3 separate regions of the Sus scrofa genome follow, and regions 1 and 2 are each linked to region 3. A link is a contact called in public HiChIP or PLAC-seq and promoter capture Hi-C data. All regions are on one chromosome and are shown on one strand. The core of a region is the stretch at or near the end of the contact, and the rest is flanking DNA. Distances in the headings are between cores, read along the strand shown. Region 1 holds the start of RAB17 (RAB17, member RAS oncogene family). Region 2 overlaps LRRFIP1 (leucine-rich repeat flightless-interacting protein 1). Region 3 overlaps LRRFIP1 (leucine-rich repeat flightless-interacting protein 1).

Region 1 (4,478 bases), core at 1,138-3,637, 73 kb before region 3:
TGCCACAGCAGCTAATACCTTGTCTCTGGCTAAAGGGCTTACAGTGTCTGCTTTCAACCAGATATTCCACTGATTTGTGCTGTTATTTCACATACAAAGTTCTAACGCAGCGACAGCAATGCATTGTCAATATTTAGAGGTCATCCTTCAAGTTTTCCTGGGTATTTATGGGCACAAAGAAGACCTTTACCCTGAAACATTTCGGAATTAGCCAAAACAGGTAGACTATGAATGAAGGAACCGTTACTGTGGTGACACACCTCTTTATCCTACATATAACGACTTAATTGTCAATATGAAAAAAATGAACTTACGCATAACCCCACACCCTTAATACAACAAGAGATGGTATTTTGCCTACTTTCTTCTAGTTTTTCCTCTAAAAATCTTTTTTTTGGGGGGGTGGGGGTCTTTTTGCCTTTTCTAGGGCCGCTCCCGCGGTATATGGAGGTTCCCAGGCTAGGGGTCCAATTGGAGCTGGAGCCACCGGCCTACGCCAGAGCCACAGCAACGCAGGATTCGAGCCGCATCTGTGACCTACACCACAACTCACAGCAACGCCGGATCCTTAACCCACTGAGCAAGGCCAGGGATCGAACTGAAACCTCATGGTTCTTAGTCGGATTCATTAACCACTGTGCCACAATGGGAACTCCCTCCTCTAAAAAAACCAAACAAACAAACTATAATTTTAACATAAAATTTTGTATCCTACTTTTTTTTTTTTGCTTTTGGTTTTTTAGGGCCACACCCACAGCATACAGAGTTCCCAGACTAGGGGTTGAATCTGAGCTACATCTGCTGGCCTACGCCACAGCCACAGCCATGGCCAGATCAGAGCCACATCTGCCACCTACACCACAGCTCCTGGCAACGCCAGATCCACAACATATTGAGGGAGGCCGGGGATCGAACTCGCATCCTCATGGATCCTAGTCATGTTTGTTAACCACTGAGCCATGAAGGGAACTTCCTGTATCCCACATTTTTAAAAAAACTTAAGAAGGAGTTTCCTGGTGGTCTGGTGGTTAGGACTCCATGGTTTTGCCACCCTGGCCTGGGTTTGATCCCTGGTCTGGGACCTGAGATCCCATATCAAGTGGGCACATGTCACGGTCAAAAGAAAAAACAAAAACAAACAAACAAAACCCCCCAAACCTTAAGACATATCAAGGGCAGTTTCCCACATTGCTATATATGTTATAGATGCCTTCAGCCTCTAGGAATTTCATGACCACGTAACATTCCAGGTTGCTCCACTTACTACCTAGCTCTCTGGTCCTGGACTTTTCACTTGGCTTTATTTTTCCCTCTGTAATAAGTAAGACTGCAGTAAGCATTTTCGTGTGTCCTTTTTTGTGTGATGACATGTTGTGTTTGGTCATCAGAGGTCGGAGGGCTCGATTCATGGAGAAAATCTAAAATGTGACCCCTGTCTTGGCCTCTGCATTTCCCCAAGACGGGGTGACTGAAGCCCGTCCAAGAGCCGAGAGGAGAGAGTTCCCAGAATCGCCACATGCCTCGCGAGGCCAAGAGGGACGCCCTCGAGCATTTTGGTTGGGGCTTTTCACATCTTCTGAGCTCAGCCCCTTCTACCAAGGACAAAAGGGAAAGATGACAAATCCAGAGCCATCTTCTTGGGGGAGGGGCCACTCCAGGGGAGGGTCAGGGCTGCAGAGACTGCGAGCGCCCTGCCCGCCCGGGCAGGTAAGGAACACCAGGACTTTCCAGGAGTTGTTTGCTCCCCGTCAGGCCGTATCCCTTGAGCATCGTGACCCATTTGAAATGGATTCCTGTAAGGGCTCCTATTCATTACCTGCGGTTTACCTGGAATTTTCCCAGAGGCCACCGTTTAAACAGCCCTGTCCTTCCTGGACCCAGACCTAGCAAGCCATGGGGGACAAGCCAGGGCCCCTCGGGGGCTCAGGAGAACGCACTCCTTACCTCTCACTTTGCCCTTTTGAGCATGGGCACAGGGGCTCATGCACAGACACACAGACACACAACGCACAGACACGCATCACCCGCACACACGCACAGAGACACACACACAGAGATACAGACACACAGAGACACAAGACACATACACACATCACCCACACGGATACACCGACACACATGCACACAAACACACGCAGATGCAGACACACAGGCATTTACACACAGACACACACGCAGAAGTTTAAACAATGACTCACTCGTTCCGCGGGCCTGGTCACTTGCAGCGAGCCTGACAGCCTGTCATCACCGGGTCCTGCCGGGCCCCTGCCTGTGTCCCCTTTCTCCCCACTTCTGACCAGAGGAAAGGTTTGTTCCCTCCACAGGTGGGGCCGGGGCGTGCCTGTGGCAGTGGGCCAGGCGGAGGCTTGCCTCCCGCAGGAATAGGTATGAGCCGGCAGGGCAGCCTCGGGCCAAGGCCAGGCCCAGCCCCCTCCCCCAAGGTCAGGCCTCCTCCCTTCCGAGAGGCTTCCAGGGCAAAGTCCCCCACGGTCACGTGGTCACCTGGGGCAGGCGGGAGGCTGGACCTGAAAGCTGGAGCACCTGCACACCTGCAGGAAGTCACACTCCGCCGGGTCCCCAGCTCTGGCTGAGCTGCTCCGTTTTGTTAGGGTCTCATTTCCATGCTAAAGAGTTCCCTCCTTCCTCCAGCTGTGGGGGTCTTTATGGCACTTGACGCTAGTTGAGCCCAGAAGAGAAAGAAGGCTTTGATCCAATGAATTCATTCCTCCCACAAAAAGCTGGGGGGTTGGGGCGGTGCGCCTGGAACCAGAGGCCAGCCAGGCTGGGCGGGTCACAGACGCCTCCTGGCTGGATGCCACTGGGGGCTGTACCTGTCTAAGGCCATCTCCTGCTCCGTCACCCCGACACCTGACCAGCCCTCCGCGGGGGTGGGGGCTGGGCACAGACAGAGGAAGGACACCTTGGGCCTTCCAGATTCTTCACATGGCTCTTAGGCTCAGCGGTAATGAACCCAGCTAGGAACCATGAGGACGCAGGTTCAATCCTTGGCCTCACTCAGTGGGTTAAGGATCCAATGTTGCTGTGGTGTATCCAGAGGCTACAGCTCTGATTCCACCCTTAGCCTGGGAACCTCCATATATGCCACAGGTGCAGCTGTAAAAAGACAAAAAACCTAGATAAGGTCTGAGCATTGAGGTGGGGGGAGGCTGTGTGCTGAGCAAAGTAGAAATTTGTCGGCTGAATCTGTCTGCAGAGAAGGTACAGAAAGCCCACTTTCTTTATGTTCTCCCGGCTCATCTTCATTTGAGGTTCCTGGGAGTCACACCCCGTCATCACCAGGGTTCCCCGCTCCTGGGGTCCTGGGGTCTTCTGCTGGAGGGGGACGTCTGTGCTAGGTCCCTGCTGGGACCTCTCCCACCAGCCCCTGCCTGGACCAGCTACTCTCTGCTGCACCCACACCCCCTCCGGAGCAGGGGTTCTTCTTCCCTCCCTGGAGGCCACCTGCAGCTTGCCGCCTTGCCAGGACCTTGTCACTTTAAAGACTCAGTCCCTCCCTCCCCTTTCGAATGGCAACCCCATCCCCCACGTGCAGACCAGACCCCAAAGGTCGGGGGCCGATGCGATGCCCGGCTCAGAACCCAGGTGCCAGAGGGTCCAGTTCTAAAACAGGAGAGGGAGTTTCCATTGTGGCACATCGGAAATGAATCCGACTAGGAACCGTGAGGTGTCGGGTTCAATCCCTGGCCTCGCTCAGTGGGTTAAGGATCCAGGGTTGCCGTGAGCTGTGGTGTCTCAGACATGGCTCGGATCTGGCATTGCTGTGGCTGTGGCATAGGCTGGTGGCTGCAGCTCCAATTAGATCCCTAGCCCGGGAACCTCCATATGCTGCAAGTGTGGCCCTAAAAAGACTAAATAAATAAATAAATAAATAAAATATATGCGGGTGATTTTCTGCGACGGTGCTGAGCTGCTGCCCCCTTTCCGTAAGGCATCCACCTCCCTGCAGGCTGCAAGGGGCACAGAGTGTGGGGGAGTTGTTAATACAATTTTATGGCAGGAATGCAAGAGACAGAATTGTTAATAACTAGCGTCTGATACTCAAATGGGAGTTTTGCACCTGCAGCCAGACCACAGGTTTGAAAGCCAGGTCTTGTCCGAAGATTTTTTTGTTTGTTTGTTTGTTTGTTTTTTTTTTGAGGTCCACTCCAAACTCACATTATTCTTGGCCGAATCCAGTACTTTGCTGTTATAAGACGGAGGACCCGTTTTGCTGCTGACTGTCCACTGGGGCCTCTCTCAGCTCTTAGAGGCTCCCCCAGGCTTCTCACAAGGGATAGCTGGCTTCCTTGAGGCCCCCAGGAGACCCTGTCCGACTTGCAGACCCACTGTCCCAGGGTTCACCCGATTAGGTCAGGCCCACCAGGCCCAATCTCCCTCTTCATTCACAGAAAGTCAGCTGATGAGGGACCTTCGTTACACCTGCAAAAATCCCCTTACCTTTGCCTTTATAATAGAAC
Region 2 (4,095 bases), core at 604-3,103, 69 kb after region 3:
GGGTTAAGGGTCTGGCATTGCCGTGGCTGTGGTTTAGGCCAGCAGCTGTAGCTTCGGTTCAACCCCTGGCCTGGAAACCTCCTTGTGCTGAGAGTACAGCCCTAAAAAGCAAAAAAAAAGAAAAGAAAAAAGGAAAAAAATAGGCAAATGAATGAAGGATAAAGGTAAACAAAACGGAACATGGGATCCGCCCTTGGACGTGAGGGAGCTCCCGGCCTGGCCTGAGGACCGGCTGAAATGGCATCAGCCCCGGGGGGCAGTCCCCAGAGGCAAATGCTCCTGGGCACCAAGGATGCTCCACGAATCCTGTAAATATGCATCCTCGGAGCTCCCTGACAGCCTGGTGTTTAGGATGTGGTGCTTTCACCACTGCGGCCTCGAGTTCAGTCCCTGGCCTGGGAACCGAGATCTCACATCAAGCCACAGCATGCCTCAAGCTAAAAAAAAACAAAGAAAAAGAGATTCTCCTCGTCCCATACAAACTGTGAGGGCTCACTAAGAAATACTTGAAAGTGCTTTTGAAAATTATTGGCTACTGGAGTTCCCGTCCTGGCGCAGCAGAAACGAGTCCGACTAGGAACCATGAGGTTGCGGGTTTGATCCCTGGCCGTGGGTGTGGCCCTAAAAAAAAAAAAAAAAAAAAGGGAAAAGAAAAGAAAATTATTGGTTACTTAATCAATTGGCTAAATAATCCAGTTTTATGATCTAGTCAGTTTCTCCAGTCACCGTGAAGACTGGGGAATTCTCATGAAGTAAGCCAAGGTCACCTACAGTTTTCTTCAGAGTGAATTTTTATAAATATTAAACCTAGTGATTGGCATACCATGAGGGTTTTTTGACATCTAATTAAACACCAGCTAATTTCATATTGAGTACATTTTAGTGGGGTGGAGCCCACTATTTTAAGTCTTTTTCCCAGTTCTTAAATATTTTTGAGGCCTTGAGAAAGCTCTTAAACCCTTTGGAGTGGATGAAATAGCTCTGGCCCACATGACGGCAAGAAGGCAGCTAAATGGTTTTCTTTTCTCCGTAAGAGACAGCGCCCTAATTCTTGCAGAGAATGCGCTTCCCAAGCGCGATGTGGATCTCTGGTGACCCAGGCAGAACTTCTTTCGAGTGTCTGGCAGGATGTACACCGTGGATTCTCTTTAAACGTCACCTCTGTAGAGGAGCTTTGCTGAGCAGCTGATTCCCGGCCGTCAGGGTGCTTCCTGGCACTGCCGATGGCTCTTGTGTTGTTATGTTGGGCTTTCAGCCTCCGGCAGGAGGGATGGCTTTGAAGGTAAAGCAGGCCTAACGTGGGGCTGCATGCCCCTGGGATCACGTTGTGCAGAAGAAATAAAAGAATGAAAACACATTTTTTTTGTTTCTGCACTAACGCTGCCCTCCCACAAAGAAGGCACACACAGTACACATCTGTTGGATTAAATGGGACACATTGAACCCCGGGGTAAAGTCCCCTTGGGGATCTTTGGGCCATCATCCGGTGCCCGCAGATCAGCAGGCTGAGTGGGAGGGCAGGGCCGCTAAGCTCTGGTCCCCCCCCACCTCCCCTCCCCGAGGCGTCCAGCCCAGCGGATGCGGAGCTCCCCACGCCCGGGAGCGCAGCCTGCCAGGCTCTCCATCAGCTCGGAGCTGTGGCTGCTGACAAACGCACCTGCCCTTGTGAGGGGGCTGGGGGTCCCTCTGGTGGTGACCTCAGAGTCCAGGCTGACCCCAAGTCTGCACAGGACAGTGCTGAGCCCACCATGAAAGTCTTGTCCCCGTCCCCGTTCTCCCAAGAAGTTAGCCTCAGACGCAGTAGGTGTTTACAATTAAATGACTCACTAGTTAAATTAGTTAACGATTAAGTGACCAGGTCTTGGACGCAAAACAGTTTTGCTTGAAAACCTCCCTGTTTTCATCCTCCTCCCAGTGCTAAGGTGGGTGCGTTGGAGGAAGGACCTGGGCTGTGTGCCAAGTGGCCTTTTTAGTTGTTCTGACCCTTTGGGACGCTGTCGTGACCAGGAGCCATGAGCGTTGTCTCCAGCAGAAAGTGACAGCAGGGGGAAGCCGGCTTGCCTTCTCTTGCGAAATCCTCAGCCTGGGCGGTCAGTGTCCTTATTTCGTGGTGCTGATGACAGGCTACGTAACCCGAACCAGGTCTCGTGGCCGATAAGAGGCGGACCCTGGACTCAGACCTTTCTACCTCCCGTCAGCCCACCTTGGCCACGCCGCCTCCATCATACCGGTGACTCCCGAGGTGCCACACAGACCGCAGCAAGGCAGACTTTATGCTAATCCTTTGCCGAGTGATCAGGTCAGATCAGGCAACTTCAGAGCAGTTTTTGACTCAGGAGCTGGGGAGACTTGGGCTGGAAACAAGCCCTGTTAACAGCAGTCTGTCCTATCTCTGCACCGTAAACCAGTGACACGGAACATACTAGAACTTGTCTGCAGGGGGCAGGTGTTCCTCCCTCGGAGCAGCAAACCCAGAGGCGAAATACTTCTGCTTTCAAGGCTGACGTTAGGCGTCTTCCTTTATTTTGAACAATAAAGCTGAAAGGCGAGGCTGGGAATGCTGGTAAATTTCTCGTACACACGCCACACGCGGCAGTGACTCTCACACGTGGTCCGTGTAGAGCGCGTGGTCTGTGCGGCCGAGACAGCATCTTACACAGTGTGTGTGTAAATACACAGTAACTGTTTATCCAGCAGGGCCAGGAGGTTAGGCAGGACGGTCTCGAGAGCTTGCTCGTCTGGACCAAGGCGCTTCACGTTGTAGTGGGTCCTCCAGCAAGTACTCCTCCAGTGCCCGCTGCGCGCCAGGCCTTGTCTGGGCGCTGGGGATTCAGCAGGGAACAAAACAGACACAGACGCAGCCCTCGGCAATTCCACGCGGGTGGAAAACCAGGCAAACTTGGTGAGGGTATCTGCGCTAGTGTTGCACACGCACCCCTGAAGTGCGGCAGCTCCTTGTAATGTGCAGCGGGGGCTCTGCCGCAGGTGGGGAGGCCCGGGTGGAGCCCAGTCGGTGGGCCTGACTGGCTGCTCAGACCCCCCCGGGTGCTGAAATCCTGCCTCCCCTGCCACCTTCCCCCGACCCTGCCTAGCTCAAGAGGAAGGTGAGAAGTTTTTTTTCAGGGGCAGGTATATTTAGGGCTAGAACAAATGTGAATACACATCAAAACTAAGAGGAAGTTTCCAGGTACGTGAGTGGCTGGTGTTTTTGACTCCAGCAAAAGAGAGGGTGCCGCAGCTGTGGTTTAGGTCACGACTGCGGCTCAGATCTGATCCCTGGCCAGGAAATTCCGTATGCCTCGGGGCGGCCAAAAATGCAGGAAGGAGAGAAAAAGAGAGAAAGTTTCGGTGGGTGGATAGACACGTAGGCACACAAGCAACCAGATAGACGGTCATGTGACTCTCCAATAAGCCAGGCCCGATTCTGTATGAAGCCTCAATCGTATCAGGTTTTCACGTAGAAAGAGAATAGGCAAGCCAGCTTTTCCGCTTCCCCAACACCAGGCGCCCTGGCCCCGTTCCGGGTCTGTGCCAGGTGGGGGCCGGCGTCACGGCTCACGGTCTCCAGGCCAGCCCCTTCCTCGCAGAGGGATGCTTCTCTGCACAGAAACGAGGTGTCCTCCGCACCCCAGCCGATCAGATGCTGTGTGTGCTCTCCCCTCCTAACCCGGAATTGTGTGTTCCTCTGATAGCATGATTAAGCCCTGTGTTTTGAGTGGCCTGAGCGGGAAGCAGCTTCGTTCCCGTTCCTGGGGGGCCGGTGCTGGCCACACTCCCCGCGCCCTCGCCTGCCTTCCTCTGGGCTGCGCGGGGCCTCGGTCCTCCTCCTGCCTTTGCTGACCTGTTCTTTGTTTCTGTCCGACTGTCCCGGCCGGCTGTGTGGGCAGCCCTCGGAGCACAGCGGCCAGCTCAAGTCCAGCTCCCGCGCCTCCTCCAGAGCCAGCTCGGCGCGGGCCAGCCCAGTGGTGAGTGCTCTTCTCCCCTGTCCCGTGAGAAGCCCCCTCCACCTCCAAATGCCTGAACCCAGGACTTAGTTCAGGTCGAAGTGAAAACAGAATTGGGGAAGGTGCTTCCAAACTTAGAAAATGACTGTGC
Region 3 (4,487 bases), core at 943-3,442:
TGCCATGAGCTGTGGTGTAGGTTGCAGATGCGGCTTGGATCCCACGTTGCTGTGGCTGTGGCTCCGACTGGACCCCTAGCCCGGGAGCCTCCATATGCTGTGGGTGTGGCCGTAAAAAGACAAAAGACAAAACATAAATAAATAAATAAATTCAATAGAGAACATAGAGACTCTTACAGTATAGATGGAAAATCTAGTTCTTCAGCAAAGAGAGAATTTTGTGTTCAATGAAAATTTAATGTCTCAAAAATAAAAATTGAACAGAAATCAAAGATTTAAAAATTCTTAGGTATCCGTCAGGATCATATTGTTCAGACTGGAAGCAGAACATTTTCCGCACCCGCATAACACAAATTTTATCTTGCCTTTAAACAAAAGTATTGACCTAAATTTAAGTTCGTTTTATATGTAGTTTATTATTCTGGTTGTTCTAAGAGAATAACTACTTTATCATATGTTGAAATAAGACCTTACCAATACCTAAGAACAGATGATATATATTTTAAAATATTTCCCTTAGTCTGAAGCTCTAAACAAATCTTGTAATGTGATTCATCTTGTGTCTTCAAGGATTGCTGTGGATAAACCACGAAATACTGACTTTCAGTGTCTTTTTAATAGTTACAGTTTTTCACTTCATAGGGCATTAATGAAATTCCTTCCCTGTTGGTGGAATTGTTAGAGTTTATGGGCGGAGTAGACTGGAGATCCCTAGTAGCTAACCAGCAGGTGAGCCAGAAGGTTAAGGATCCAGCGTTGTCACTGCTGTGGTGCAGGTTCGATCCTTGGCCTGGGAACTTTCCAGTGCCCTGGGTGTGACCCAAAAAAAGAAATGATGAGACTTATCAATGCGTGTACATTGCCTCTGTGAGTCAGAAGAGTGGTGACGTTTCTACGTTAAATAAAACGCTGACATAGGTGAGCTTGTTGCCCAAGTTCCTCAGCTGAGGGCCGGGCCCTCTTGTATTACAAACGCTCCAGTTTTTATAAATGATCTCAGGGAACAGAAGAAAGCTGGAGATTTGGTGTCGGGTTTGAAATCACCACCAGGAGGCAGAACAGACTCTTCTGTCACTGGCCCGTGGGATGAAAAGGCCACCGTCTGGTGGCAGGACGCCAGGCGGCACCTAGGAGGGTGATGTCCAGGTGACCTCTGGGAGCTTGCACTTTGCCCACGGGGCAAGGGCAGGGAGCCCATGGGCTTCACAGGAGGGCCCTCCTCCTCCCCACGTCCCTGGAATCATCTTGTTTCCTCAGAAACAAGGCTGAGTTGTCTGTCTGCATTCCCTTCCCCGGGCAGGGTGTGGGGGTGTTTCCAGTTAATGTGGCCGCACGTGTCACACGCCTCATTACTTAGTTAATTACTTATTGTGCAGTTATGTGGCATCAGTCTTGCCCCGGAGGTCTGAGGGCCCGTGCTCACTGTCACAGCGGCAGCTGCGGGGTCTCTGTGCGCCCTCCACCCACGCGGTGGCTGTCGAATGGCGAGACCCTCCCCTCCGTGCCCCCCGGGGGTGGGGCCGGGCCGTGAGCACAGCTGTGTGTGGACTTCACTTTCTGTGGCATTCAGACAAAGGTGTAATATGACCCATAAAATGCGAAAATTCCTGTTTACTGTTTGCAGGATGGTCGGCAGTGTCCGTTAAGTGCGAGGTGACCCGGGGCATGAATTTGCCTGATCAGTATTATTTTCTCTTTCAAACCTTGACGAGAAACCGGGGACCAGTGGTCAATCATGTGATCAATCATGTGACTTTTTAAAGCCAAAATTAAGGAGGAAAAAAGAACTGTACTCGACGCCCTGAAAGACCCAGAAGGATTTTCCACTTCGGGTCCAGTAACCCTCCCAGGGCCTTTGGTTCGATGTCAACGGAGCCCTGAAACCGGGGCGGAAAAAAGAGCAGCGTTAGGAACGGAGGCCGAAAACTTTAGCAGTGTGACAAGCACTCACCGCCCAGTGCCACCTACCCCCGTGGCCCTTTTCGGTGGCACCGGACCGCCGGAGACACGCCCACGGCCATGCGGGCGCCCGTCATTCAGTGGGGAAGCCCGCCTGCGGGCCGGGCGTCAAGCCCCTGCCTCTGCCTCCGCGCTGCAAACGCCGCTTCTCCCCGCGCCGGGGCCGCGGCTCCGCGCAGCTCGTCGCCCCTAGAGGGCGGCCGGGGGGCGGCGGAAGGAGCCGGGACCTGCTCCTCCCCGTCGGCTTCCTGTTTCGCTGAGCATCACCCGGCAACCGCCCATCACCCGGGCACCGGGGCGGGTTCCTTTCCTGGGGTTTTTCCGGCCCACGGTCGTGGATGCCCGTTGGAGACTTGGAGCTCCATGCCTTCTGAGCCTTTGGGGTACACTAACCCAGCCCTCGCTGTTCCCCCGATTACTACCTCTGTGTGACCCAAACCGCCTTTGCCCACTCAGTCACCCAACACCTGTTTAGTGGGCCCCCATATTAAATTACTTCTCTTTACAAAGCTGGGGTCATTTCCTCTTTTTCTCGCTAACGCTGTGATTGATACATTATATCACAATTAAAAATATATTTTGATAGTAGGTTTCAGAATAATCTCCATTGTAAAGAGATTTCAAAGGAAATTGGGGGGGTTAAGTTGAATTTTTTATATATACTTAAATATATAAATTTTATATTTAAATATATATATAATATATATTTTTTATATTTAAATATATAAATATAATATATATTTTTTTATATTTAATTTGATCCTTCTTCAGTTTCTCCGGATCCAATCTCTAAAACAATCTTTCCAGCACCTGCAAACAAATAAAAGCATTCAAATCAGGTATGCTAGAACAAAATAAATACCAGATGACCCAAGTGAATTACATTTCTATCATATTTTAATAATTTATGCTTTGTTATAAGCATTTAAAAATACCATTCTGAGGAGTTCCCATTGTGCCAACGTTGTCTCTGTGAGGGTGTGGGGTTGGATCCCTGGACCCGCTCAGTGGGTTAAGGATCCAGCATTACCCCAAGCTGTGGCATGGGTTGCAGGATTGGCTTGGACCCAGTGTTGCTGTGGCCGTGGCGTAAGCAGGCAGCTGCAGCTCCAATTTGACCACTAGTCGGGGAACTTCCATATGCTGCAGGTGCAGCTGTAAAAAGAGAAAAGGAAACATACCATTCTGAGAACGGCCACAGGCGTCACCAGCCTGCCAGGGGCATCTGTGATGCAAAAATAGGAAAGACCAGAAAGTGGTTCGCAGCCTAATTAATGGCCCTTTCCTTTTAGCTTAAAAGCCTCGAGGAACACACAGCATAAAGGTTTTTCTTTCCATTCTTCCTTTCTTTTCAAATAAACTACAGAGGAGAATGAAGCTCTGCATTATTTTCCTCCTTTAAAAGAAATATCAAAAAACACAGAAGGTAGAAGGAACTAAAAAAGTTGTCTGTATTCTCATTGTAACATAAAGACCGCCATGGCTCTGGGGCTTTTTTTTTTTTTTTTTTTTCATTTTCTTGGGGTCTTTTTACTTGTTTATCTTTTCATTGATGTTATTGGTGTGTGCTCTGAGTGTGTGTGTGTATTGAGTGTGCATTCAACATTGTCATAAGTGTGTCACATTCTATTACATATGCATCAGAAACACCATTTTTGTAGCCGGACAGGATGCCATAAAATAGACAGCCTGAGGCGGACTTGGCCATTTTCTTACCATGAAAAACTTTTAACGTAAATATCGTTTTGGTGGTAAGATGTACATACTGTAAAATTTACCATTTAAGCATTTCGGGGCGTACAGGTGAGCAGCAGTCACATTGTCGGGAAACCATCCCACCACCCCTCTCTGCACCTTTTCCCTTTTCCAAACTGAATCTCTGTCCCCCATCCCGCACCCACTCTGTGTCCTTCCCCCAAGCCCCCGCCACCATTCCGCTTTGTGTCTCCACGAATTTTATTAACGTAAATTCTTCCTACTGTGTGTTGCTTTTCTGTTGAAAGTTTATGGTGAAATGGCCTAAGTGTATGTACTTCATGCAAGCAGCATTTGCCTGCCTGCCTTCCTTTTCTCCTTTAAAAAAAATTAAATTTGCTGACGTGCCCGTAGTGGCTCAGCGGGTTAAGGACCCCATGGATGTTGTCTCTGAGGATGTGGATTCCAACCCCTGACCTCGCTCAGCAGGTTAAGGATCCGGCACCGCCTCAAGCTGTGGTGTAGGTCGCAGATGTGGCTCAGATCCCGCGTGGCCATGGCTGTGGTGTAGGCGGGCGGCTGCAGCTCCCGACTCGAACCCTAGCCTGGGCACTTCCATACGCTGTGGGTGTGGCCCCCCAAAGAAAAAAAATCGAATTAGCAACTGGCCTCATAGAAGGCCACCCTGCCAGTCCGATTGTTATTTTCCTGATGACACCCGAAACTTCACGTAAGGTTGTGGTGACCTGAATCTCTCCATTTCCAAGAATTCTAAGTGTTAGAGCTCAGGGCAGGAAGATGGTTTTAAAACTGAGATTTACACACCAAGACGT

The links. Promoter capture Hi-C pulls out the DNA fragments that hold promoters and counts their contacts. HiChIP or PLAC-seq counts read pairs in DNA pulled down with a chosen protein or histone mark.
Region 1: a contact with region 3 is called in a promoter capture Hi-C map of liver, with 3 times the contacts expected there. The contact joins the promoter of RAB17 here to the enhancer-like site in region 3. A contact is called at or near these places in 1 of 5 promoter capture datasets (liver), 9 of 47 Hi-C or Micro-C datasets (heart right ventricle, liver, skeletal muscle and 1 more) and 1 of 2 datasets of contacts at active chromatin or transcription factors (skeletal muscle).
Region 2: an H3K27ac HiChIP or PLAC-seq map of alveolar macrophages shows a contact between it and region 3. The contact joins two enhancer-like sites. A contact is called at or near these places in 1 of 5 promoter capture datasets (liver), 25 of 47 Hi-C or Micro-C datasets (alveolar macrophages, blood, brain and 11 more) and 2 of 2 datasets of contacts at active chromatin or transcription factors (alveolar macrophages and skeletal muscle).

Annotation. Positions count from the first base shown.
Region 1 is chr15:137,253,426-137,257,903 of Sscrofa11.1, forward strand. RAB17 (RAB17, member RAS oncogene family) reads right to left here and starts at 2,388. Exons shown (of 6, transcript NM_001243950.1): 1 at 2,199-2,388.
Region 2 is chr15:137,395,713-137,399,807 of Sscrofa11.1, forward strand. The region is part of intron 2 of LRRFIP1 (leucine-rich repeat flightless-interacting protein 1); the gene reads left to right. Among named protein-coding and RNA genes, the nearest start is that of RBM44, 47 kb to the right of the region's middle. Within about 2 kb of position 1,854, at least 27 of the 83 cell types and tissues checked have an H3K27ac peak or open chromatin away from gene starts, as enhancers often do. A contact at or near this core is called in alveolar macrophages, fetal liver, liver and 1 more, where this site is marked.
Region 3 is chr15:137,326,174-137,330,660 of Sscrofa11.1, forward strand. All of the region lies in intron 1 of LRRFIP1 (leucine-rich repeat flightless-interacting protein 1), which reads left to right. Among named protein-coding and RNA genes, the nearest start is that of LRRFIP1, 45 kb to the left of the region's middle. Within about 2 kb of position 2,193, at least 36 of the 83 cell types and tissues checked have an H3K27ac peak or open chromatin away from gene starts, as enhancers often do. A contact at or near this core is called in alveolar macrophages, fetal liver, liver and 3 more, where this site is marked.